Regions from separate parts of the Cyprinus carpio genome. Here region 2 is linked to region 1. Evidence: chromatin contacts called from public Hi-C data. All regions are on one chromosome and are shown on one strand. Each heading gives the region's core, a stretch centred on a gene start, on an enhancer-like site or on the middle of the called end of the contact. The rest is flanking DNA. Distances are from core to core; before and after follow the strand shown.

Evidence for each region. A called contact is a pair of places that touch in the nucleus more often than the background predicts.
Region 2: a Hi-C map of skeletal muscle shows a contact between it and region 1, with 3 times the contacts expected there. The contact joins two enhancer-like sites. A contact is called at or near these places in 2 of 8 Hi-C or Micro-C datasets (both in skeletal muscle).

What each region holds. Positions count from the first base shown.
Region 1 is chrB8:10,425,455-10,429,464 of ASM1834038v1, forward strand. sema6bb (semaphorin-6B) reads right to left here. Exons shown (of 17, transcript XM_042728905.1): 11 at 1-40. Among protein-coding and RNA genes, the nearest start is that of LOC109053270, 45 kb to the left of the region's middle. Within about 2 kb of position 1,722, at least 1 of the 8 cell types and tissues checked has an H3K27ac peak or open chromatin away from gene starts, as enhancers often do. A contact at or near this core is called in skeletal muscle, where this site is marked.
Region 2 is chrB8:10,502,068-10,506,077 of ASM1834038v1, forward strand. The region is part of intron 1 of sema6bb (semaphorin-6B); the gene reads right to left. Among protein-coding and RNA genes, the nearest start is that of sema6bb, 13 kb to the right of the region's middle. Within about 2 kb of position 2,159, at least 1 of the 8 cell types and tissues checked has an H3K27ac peak or open chromatin away from gene starts, as enhancers often do. A contact at or near this core is called in skeletal muscle, where this site is marked.

The DNA of each region.
Region 1 (4,010 bases), core at 472-2,971:
CAGCTCCATGTCGAAAGCACACACTGCAGAGCCAGGAATACTGCAAAAATACAGCATAATTGTTCTTATTACATGATATCCTCAGACCTGCTCTTTTTCCATGATACTGCTCTGAGCTGGAGGAGGCTTCCAACACAAAAAGGATTTAATTTATCACAAACATGTCGAAAACACATCAGTTGACAGCTTTGAATAGATCTTTACAGTGTGTTGTTGGACAGACGTTTCAAGGCAAACAGAACAGAGAATATTGTCCAGAGCTGTCACCGGAAACCTTGGGTGACTGGAAGCTCTTCCACTCACTGACCTTTTCCTCCCACAGAGGATCTATTCAAGAATGCAGCGGTACACAAATGCAACTGTGAGAAACATACTTGGATTTCTCCAGTAATAATACAAGTGGCACAATAGAAACCACATGATGAGTCAGAATTCTTCATAAGGTGCCTGTCCATAAACCATGGCCAAGACTCATGTATAGACGATGTGCAAGGTCACACACTCAAACACCATCAGGGTAACACACAACACTAAAATGGCACAATAACCGTTAACTGAATAAAATAAAATTGTCTCTATAAAATATAGTTGTATGTGATGTGTCATGCAGGGAATGAAAAAATTCACTGATGCTCAAGAAGGCAACATGATGCATTAAGAGCCTGGGGGTGTAAAGTTTATCCATTGGATTAACAGTGTAAATTGCACTTGTTTGGTTTTCTGGGAAACCTAAATGTCTTGTGGTTTCTGAAGGGCAGTACTAAATGAAAAAATATGATCTTTAATCAAAATCCTGTTCAAAATGTCCAGCCCCCCCAGCTCTTAATGTTTCCTTCTTGAGCGTCAGTAATTTCTTTCACCTTTTGTAATAGTTGTGTATGAGTTCCTCAATTGTCCTCAGTGTGAAAGATGGATGTCATAATCATACAGTCACTGTTGGAAAGGGTTCAAATATGCAGAAAATGAAAGTTTCCATGGATGTTTAAGGTTCTTAATTGAACCACTGATGCAAACAAAGAACCTTTAGTTTTAAGAGTGTGTATAATATGTAAACATCTGTTATGTGACACAGCTTATTCAGGCCAGCACCAAAAAAAAAAAAAAAAATTATTTTGTTAAAATTATTAACATCTTGCATAATCTGCAAGAGGTATGTAAATGCACGAGCAGAACTATTTGTTTTTTATGCATATTTTGTGAACCTCAGACATCTCACGGTTTCTCCACAGCATTTTTTGATGCAATATCTCAAAATTTGCATAAAAATATGTGGATGGAAATCTGGTTAGTGAGAGCACCTCTCTTTCCTCCTCCTGCGAAACAGAGCTTCAATCTCTGAACTGTCCTGAAGTGATTTGTCTCCGGAGAAGCGACAGCTTTCAGCACTTAAAGACTTTCTTAAGAGAGAACAGAGAGTCATGCAGGGTGAGTCAGTTCAGTTCGCGTTTACGCCCACTCTCTCTCTCGCTCTCTCTCTCTCTTTCCTCCTCAGATTTCCTGGCACTGACATACTTTGTAAGTACAAGCCACAGCTGTATTCTGTTGCATCCTTGACACAGGCGAGTCGTTCACTCCCTCTGCATCACTCTCTTGAGCTCTATATCTCTCACAATCTTCTCGTGCTAAAACTCAGATGCAGAACATCACCTTCTGCTTTGAAAACAGACTGCACACACTAACTTTACGTTCCAGGATTTTATGAGATCCAATGAATGACTCTGAGAGGTGTCTGGATGGCAAGTTAAGGTCCGGAAAGAGTGACACCCACACAAAGTCGCCCATGTTGATCTGGGCTTTGTTGGTCCATGTAGGCATGCTTGAGTGTGGCTTGCTGGGTTTGGGAGGGAGTTAATGTGAGATTCTGTAAAGCTCAGGGGCAGAAGCGAGGATAAACAGCTGTCTCCAATAGCATTGTGGGACACATCTGTCACATGTCTACCGGTTTTACCCTGTAGTGGGTTTGTATGTGCGTGTGTAAAGCCGTAGGCCAGATAGCAGCTGAGAATGACCTTCTGATTGACAGTGCTGAAACTGTTCAGATTCAGCAGACACGGTGACAGGACTTAAACATAAGTCAGGCAATTTTCTGACAAGACCTCATTAGGCCCATATCAGCCTGATCATCAATGTCATCAGTCTGACACACTGCAGACACTCCAAAAGGCCTGACAGGTGAACAACTTGAAGCAGTGGCAGAACATGAACCCTTTTAAAAACAGAATTTCGTTTCGTAACTTATACATCTTATGTATGTTTCTAATAAAATTTCTTTCATATACCAATTTAGGTAACACTTTACATTAGGGAACATATTCACAGTTTTCCCTAAACATACTGCTAATTAGTGGATTATTGATAATAAATAAGGTAGCGGTTGTAGTAGTTATGTTTATAGGTATTAGGTAGGATTAAGGGATGTAAAATGCAGAATAAGGCATTAATGTGAGCTTTATAAGTACTAATAAACAGTCTATATGCTAGTAATATGGTTGTGGGTTCAATTCCCAGGGAACACATGTGTAACCTGAATGCACTGTAAGTCACTTTGGATAAAAGCGTCTGCTAAATGCATTAATGTAAATGTAAATGTAGTGAATAGTTCTAAAGTGTTAGCCAATCTTATTTCATACACAAACACAACACAAATATGATTTTTTTTATTGTGCCTTACTTAATCTGTTAAATGTCCTATTTGTTTTATTACATTTTATTATTAGTCCACTTACAGTGATGGTCAACTTTCTAACATTTGTAATTCAGCTTTACATGACAATTTTCTACTCCCAAACATTAATGTAAATAATGAAATAAAATAACTGTTATAACAGTTAGTAGCTCCTGATTGTGACCTCAATATCATGAAGATTTCTAAATGACACATTTCAGAAGATTATTTTCCAAAAATTACTAAATTTACTTGAGAAGCAACATTTCATAAAATATTAAGACTGACTGTATCTCGAATATAGTTTTATTTAGTCTTACTGCATCAGCAGAATTTTAACTCATTTTTTACTTGTTTTAGGCAAGAGAAAAAAATCTGCCAGTGCAGTAAGAAAACACTCATAATAAAGATAAATTCTCTGAAAACAAGTCCTCATATTTTATATGTTGCTTCTCAAGTAAATGTATCTTTATCTTGATCTTTAGATATTGGAACTGGAAAATATAACAAAAATACTAAGAAGATTTTTTGCAGCGTTGGCTGGGGAAGGAGGAGGGAAAATCCTGTTTTACATAATATGAAAAATTTGGAATGACATGAGGTTGAGTAAATTATGACAGAATTATTATTTTTGAGTGAACCATCACTTGAAACAAATTTTTACTATATATATGTGTGTGTGTGTGTGTGTGTGTGTGTGTGTGTGTGTGTGTGTGTGTGTGTGTGTGTGTGTGTGTGTGTGTCAAACTCAAAGATCAGTGAAGGCAATCTGATTGAATTACTGTGTGGTCTGCTACAGCTAAACAGAAAAGTTCCTTTATGTCTCTTTCTGTGCATCTCATATTTGAGCTCTGTCAAAACACTTCTCCGCTGCTCATTCCTGTACTTCCTCTTCACCTTTATGAGCCCTTGCTGTCTCCACTCTCTCTTTACACGTCCCTCAGCTGCTTCAAACCTGAGCGTGTGCCTCTCCAGCAGATTCGGGCCTTCTTTTATTTTCCCTTCAATCTGAACTCTGTATCCACCATGATCCACTGAGAGGATGATCTCACCTGCAGCCTCTCATTTACAACAATCTCACCCTATCTCTCCTGCCCTGCTTGGAGCCTAGGCTCCACACCTCGAAGCATCAGGAGCTCAAATGAGAAGCAAACACCTCCCTTCTGCTTGCTATGTTTTTGTCAGAGTGAAACAGTTTATTGGTGTCTGGGTTCAAGCTTGATACCTCAAATTTTGTGGCAATCTGACTTATTTTTGCTTGGCAGATGATTAAAGATGAAAAATGCACATATCCTAATGTTCTAAAGTTTTGGGTAAGAAAGACACAATTGCAAAAACAGCAATA
Region 2 (4,010 bases), core at 909-3,408, 77 kb after region 1:
CAACTGGCACTTTGTTCTTATGGTACAAAGACAGAAGCTCATTTGAAGCAAACAAGAAAAAAAGTGTCATAATATCCTTCCGACATGAAAAAAAAATCTACAAGTAGCACACAGAGAAAGAATGAGTCTAAAGAGAGGGAGAGATCGAGAATGAAAGAACTAAAACTGCTTAGATGTTGACTTCGGGTATAAACATAAAAGACAAGCGACATACTGAGTGAAGCTCCTCCAGGTTGAGGTCTGAACTCTCCTCAGCTTCACACAGCTCCACCAGCGGTGAACTCTCACAGAGGGGTGAGAAAGAGACAGAGACTGAGGAGAAATACAGAGCTGAGTTATTATATTAATGAACGGCTCCAAGCAGCTGCTGCCTGCAGAGATGCCGAGGCTGTGCTCAGCCGTTCCCTTTTTCAGAAGTTGCCGGTTTCAATCTGACAGGCAAATGGGGCAATGCCACAACACCCGCTGCTGCTGATGCTGATGCAGAAGACTGTCTCCAAAAGAGAGTCAAACACACACTTTCACATTCTCTCATCTATTGCTTTCTCAATGTCTCAGCTCCAAGATGAGCAGTTAAGTAAAGATGCAGGTGAAAGCAAACAATGACTTTCAGTTTTTCCTTCTGATATGGATAACAAAGACATAAAGGCCACATTTGCATCTCCAGTGTTTTTTTATTAAATCATTAAAAACTCAGTTTTATCATTTGAATTCACTGATTACAGTTATCAGATCAAAATTTATCATTACTTCTAGTAATGGAATATTTGAATATACTACAGAACATCTACACATTTACACATCATCAAATGCTGTCTGCTTTAAATGTTAGCGTTTGGTTGCATTGATTATGTCTGTTAAATAAATAGCAACTGATCTGCATTTTTTTTGCCTTGTTGCTTGTGTTATAAATTAACATTAATATATATCATAATGTAATATTAAAGGTTCCATGTATAAAATATAGTAGTATCTGACAGGGAATTTCCTTCATATGCAAGCAAAATGGAAATTGTAAAATATGTACACTTCCATTAAAAATTTGGGGTCACAAAGATTTTTTAAAAAGAAAATAATTTAATACTTGTATTCAGCAAGCATTTACAATGCTACAAAAGGTTTCAATTTCAAATAAATGCTATTCTTTTGAACTTTCTATTCATCAAAGAATCCTGTGCATCATGGTTTTATAAAAACATTGATATATATATTTCCTGCACCAAATCAGCATATTAAAATTATTTCTGAAGGATCATGTGACACTAAAAAATGGATTAATGGCAGCTAAAAATTCAGCTTTGCCATCACAGGAATAAATTACATTATAAAATATACTAAAATAAATTTTTGATCAACCAAATACAGCTTTGGTGAGCATAAGAAACATTTAAAAAACAACAACTTTTTGAACAATAGTGTATACCCAAATGAATTGAATCAAAATAAAACCAAATTGGAACTGAGAGCCTGTGAATTAGAATCAAACTGAAACAAATTGACAACAAGCCTTAACTCGAGCCAGTGATTGAGAACGTACTTGCCAGTATGAGCAATCCAGGAATGGTTCCTGGCCATACCATCAGAGCCATAATCTCTCAGTTTCATCACAATTTTAGGCTCGATTAATTTTCACAGTAGGGAATTCTAGTGTTTTTTTTTGGGGGGGGGGGGGGGGGGGTTGACGGCACATGGTAATTACTCTGTCATCTCTCGTGTGTGTGCATTTTGCGTTCGGTAGCAGGGGTTTATTATGCCTGTGTGTTGCATGTTAGAGGTCCATTGACAAATCTGACTTTCAAGCATTTGTTAGGTTTAGCTTACAGTCTGTTTATAGAACTAAACATTGCAGCGTAGACAATGTTTACCATTGGTGGACCCGTGCGAAACGCTAAAAGGGGACGTGAGAGAAAGCACGAGAGTGAGGTTGTGAAAACGAACAACTGGCCCAGCTGTCCTGGAGAGTCTTATCTCATAAATAAGTGGAGAAATCTGACCCAAGGAGCCCCAAGCTGTTCTTTCATAACTAACGTGAACACCAGGCTGCTCCTCCGCTGTGCTGCTTCAAAGAAACTTTGTTGTAAACACTTATGGTACCAACAACAGTCGTGAGAAACAAGGCAGGTGAAACCGCCCTTAAACAAGCCAGCGTGAGAGAAAGAAAAGCAGTGGCCTTAAAAGCCCAAGTGCCATCTTTAACATTTGGCAGAGCCAGTGCTCTCCCATGTCGGAGAGATTGTGCAGTCGACCCTGAGGCTATGCAATTAAACTCCCTCATACAGAGATTCATCAATAAACCTAGCATTAAAAAAAGCACTCAAGATTGTTTACCACAACATATTCCTAGCGTGATCTGGAAAGGTTTAAAAATCCCAGCCAATTTGCTCAGTATTTCCACACCAGCCCTTGCAGTTCCCTCGGCGCAGAGAGGAGCCGTATGTCGACTAGCGCTAATGTGGTGACCCGATGCCACAGCGTGTTGTGCTTCATGTAACCCCTCACAGATCTCGAAGTCATGACAGACATGGGGCAGGAGGACAGAGCAGAGCGTTCTCAGGGACGATGGTCTCCGGCTGATCATTTCTAGAGTTTACACTGGCGGTATCAAGTTTCCTTGTGGACAGCGGCGGCGGTGGTGCTGGGCAGGCTGAGGGAGAGGGAGAAATAAAGCAGGGGTGACATGCTATGCTATTTATACTGAGCAAGTAGATAATTGTTTAAAGGTTAGGCTGCAAGCAAAGCATAAACAAGCATTCTGTGATTTTGTGTGTGTGTGTGTGTGTGTGTGAGAAGTAGGTGATTGTTTGAGGGTTAGGGTTGTAGCTGAGGATAAAAGGGGAAGAGTGTGTCACATGATTGCCAGGCTGTCTGCCCGGGATACAAGGCTCTCTTATGCCAAAGGTCTGTGTGTGCTGAGAAAGGGGATGGAGAGACTAATTCTGTTCTTTAAGATAACAGACAGAAAATATGAGCTACAATTACAGATCTCTCAAAAGCTCACAGGAGATAGTTCAGCCAAAAAAAATTATATTTCTGTCATCATTTATTCACCCTCACGTTGTTCCAAAACTGTATGATGTTGTAGTTATTGTGTCAGGCTACAAAAATGACAAACAATATCATAGAAGTAATCAGTATAACATAAAGGCACTATTCACTATTACTCTTGCCCTCCTATGAGCTGTTAATAATAGAGTCAGTGAGTTTAACTCAAGAATCAGTTCAGATTTGTGAACTGAATCAATTCACTGAGAAGAACTGACTCAAAAGAATGATTCAATCATAAATTGGACCAATTCAGTTCTTGAGTGCCAACCCAGTAATTCAGTGATTAAAATTAATTAAATTTAAGCCATAACTGCATGCGATGTTAAGATTTGTTTTTAGAAATAACATTTTACTTAATTGGAAATTCATCTTTTTCTTGTTGTAAGATATTTTTAGAAATGCCTCAGTCTTATTTGGTCCACATGATGGAGATTAATGGTAAACAATCTGTCAGTTACTACCATTTGTCAAAATATCTTCTGTGTTCAGCAAGTTTGGAACAGCACAAAGGTGAAAAAAAACAACAACAGAATTTCCATTTTTGGGTGAATTATCCCTTTAATACCCGTTTCAGAAAACACATACATCATTCATCAAAAATCATAAAAAAGTAAGCAAAATTGTTTGCTTAGCAACATTCTTCAGAATATATTCTTTTCTGTTCCTCAGAAGAAAGATAGAAATACAGGTTTGGAATGACATGAGGGTGAGTAAATGACAGAATTTTTATTTTAGCTGAACTACTCCTTTAAAAATGTTTAGAAATTTTTACTGCTCAGCACAACAAAATGCCAGTGGAGGAAAAAGTGTGTTTTGCAGCGTGACATTGTGCACTGTGAGTGCAAAATGACAAAACCAAAGAAACACTTGCAGGATTTAGCATGCTGAGGTGGGAGTTAGCGATGCTAACGGCTGAGCTAAGCTTCACAACTCAAGTCAGAAAATCTGTCACTCTCTCTCTTTTT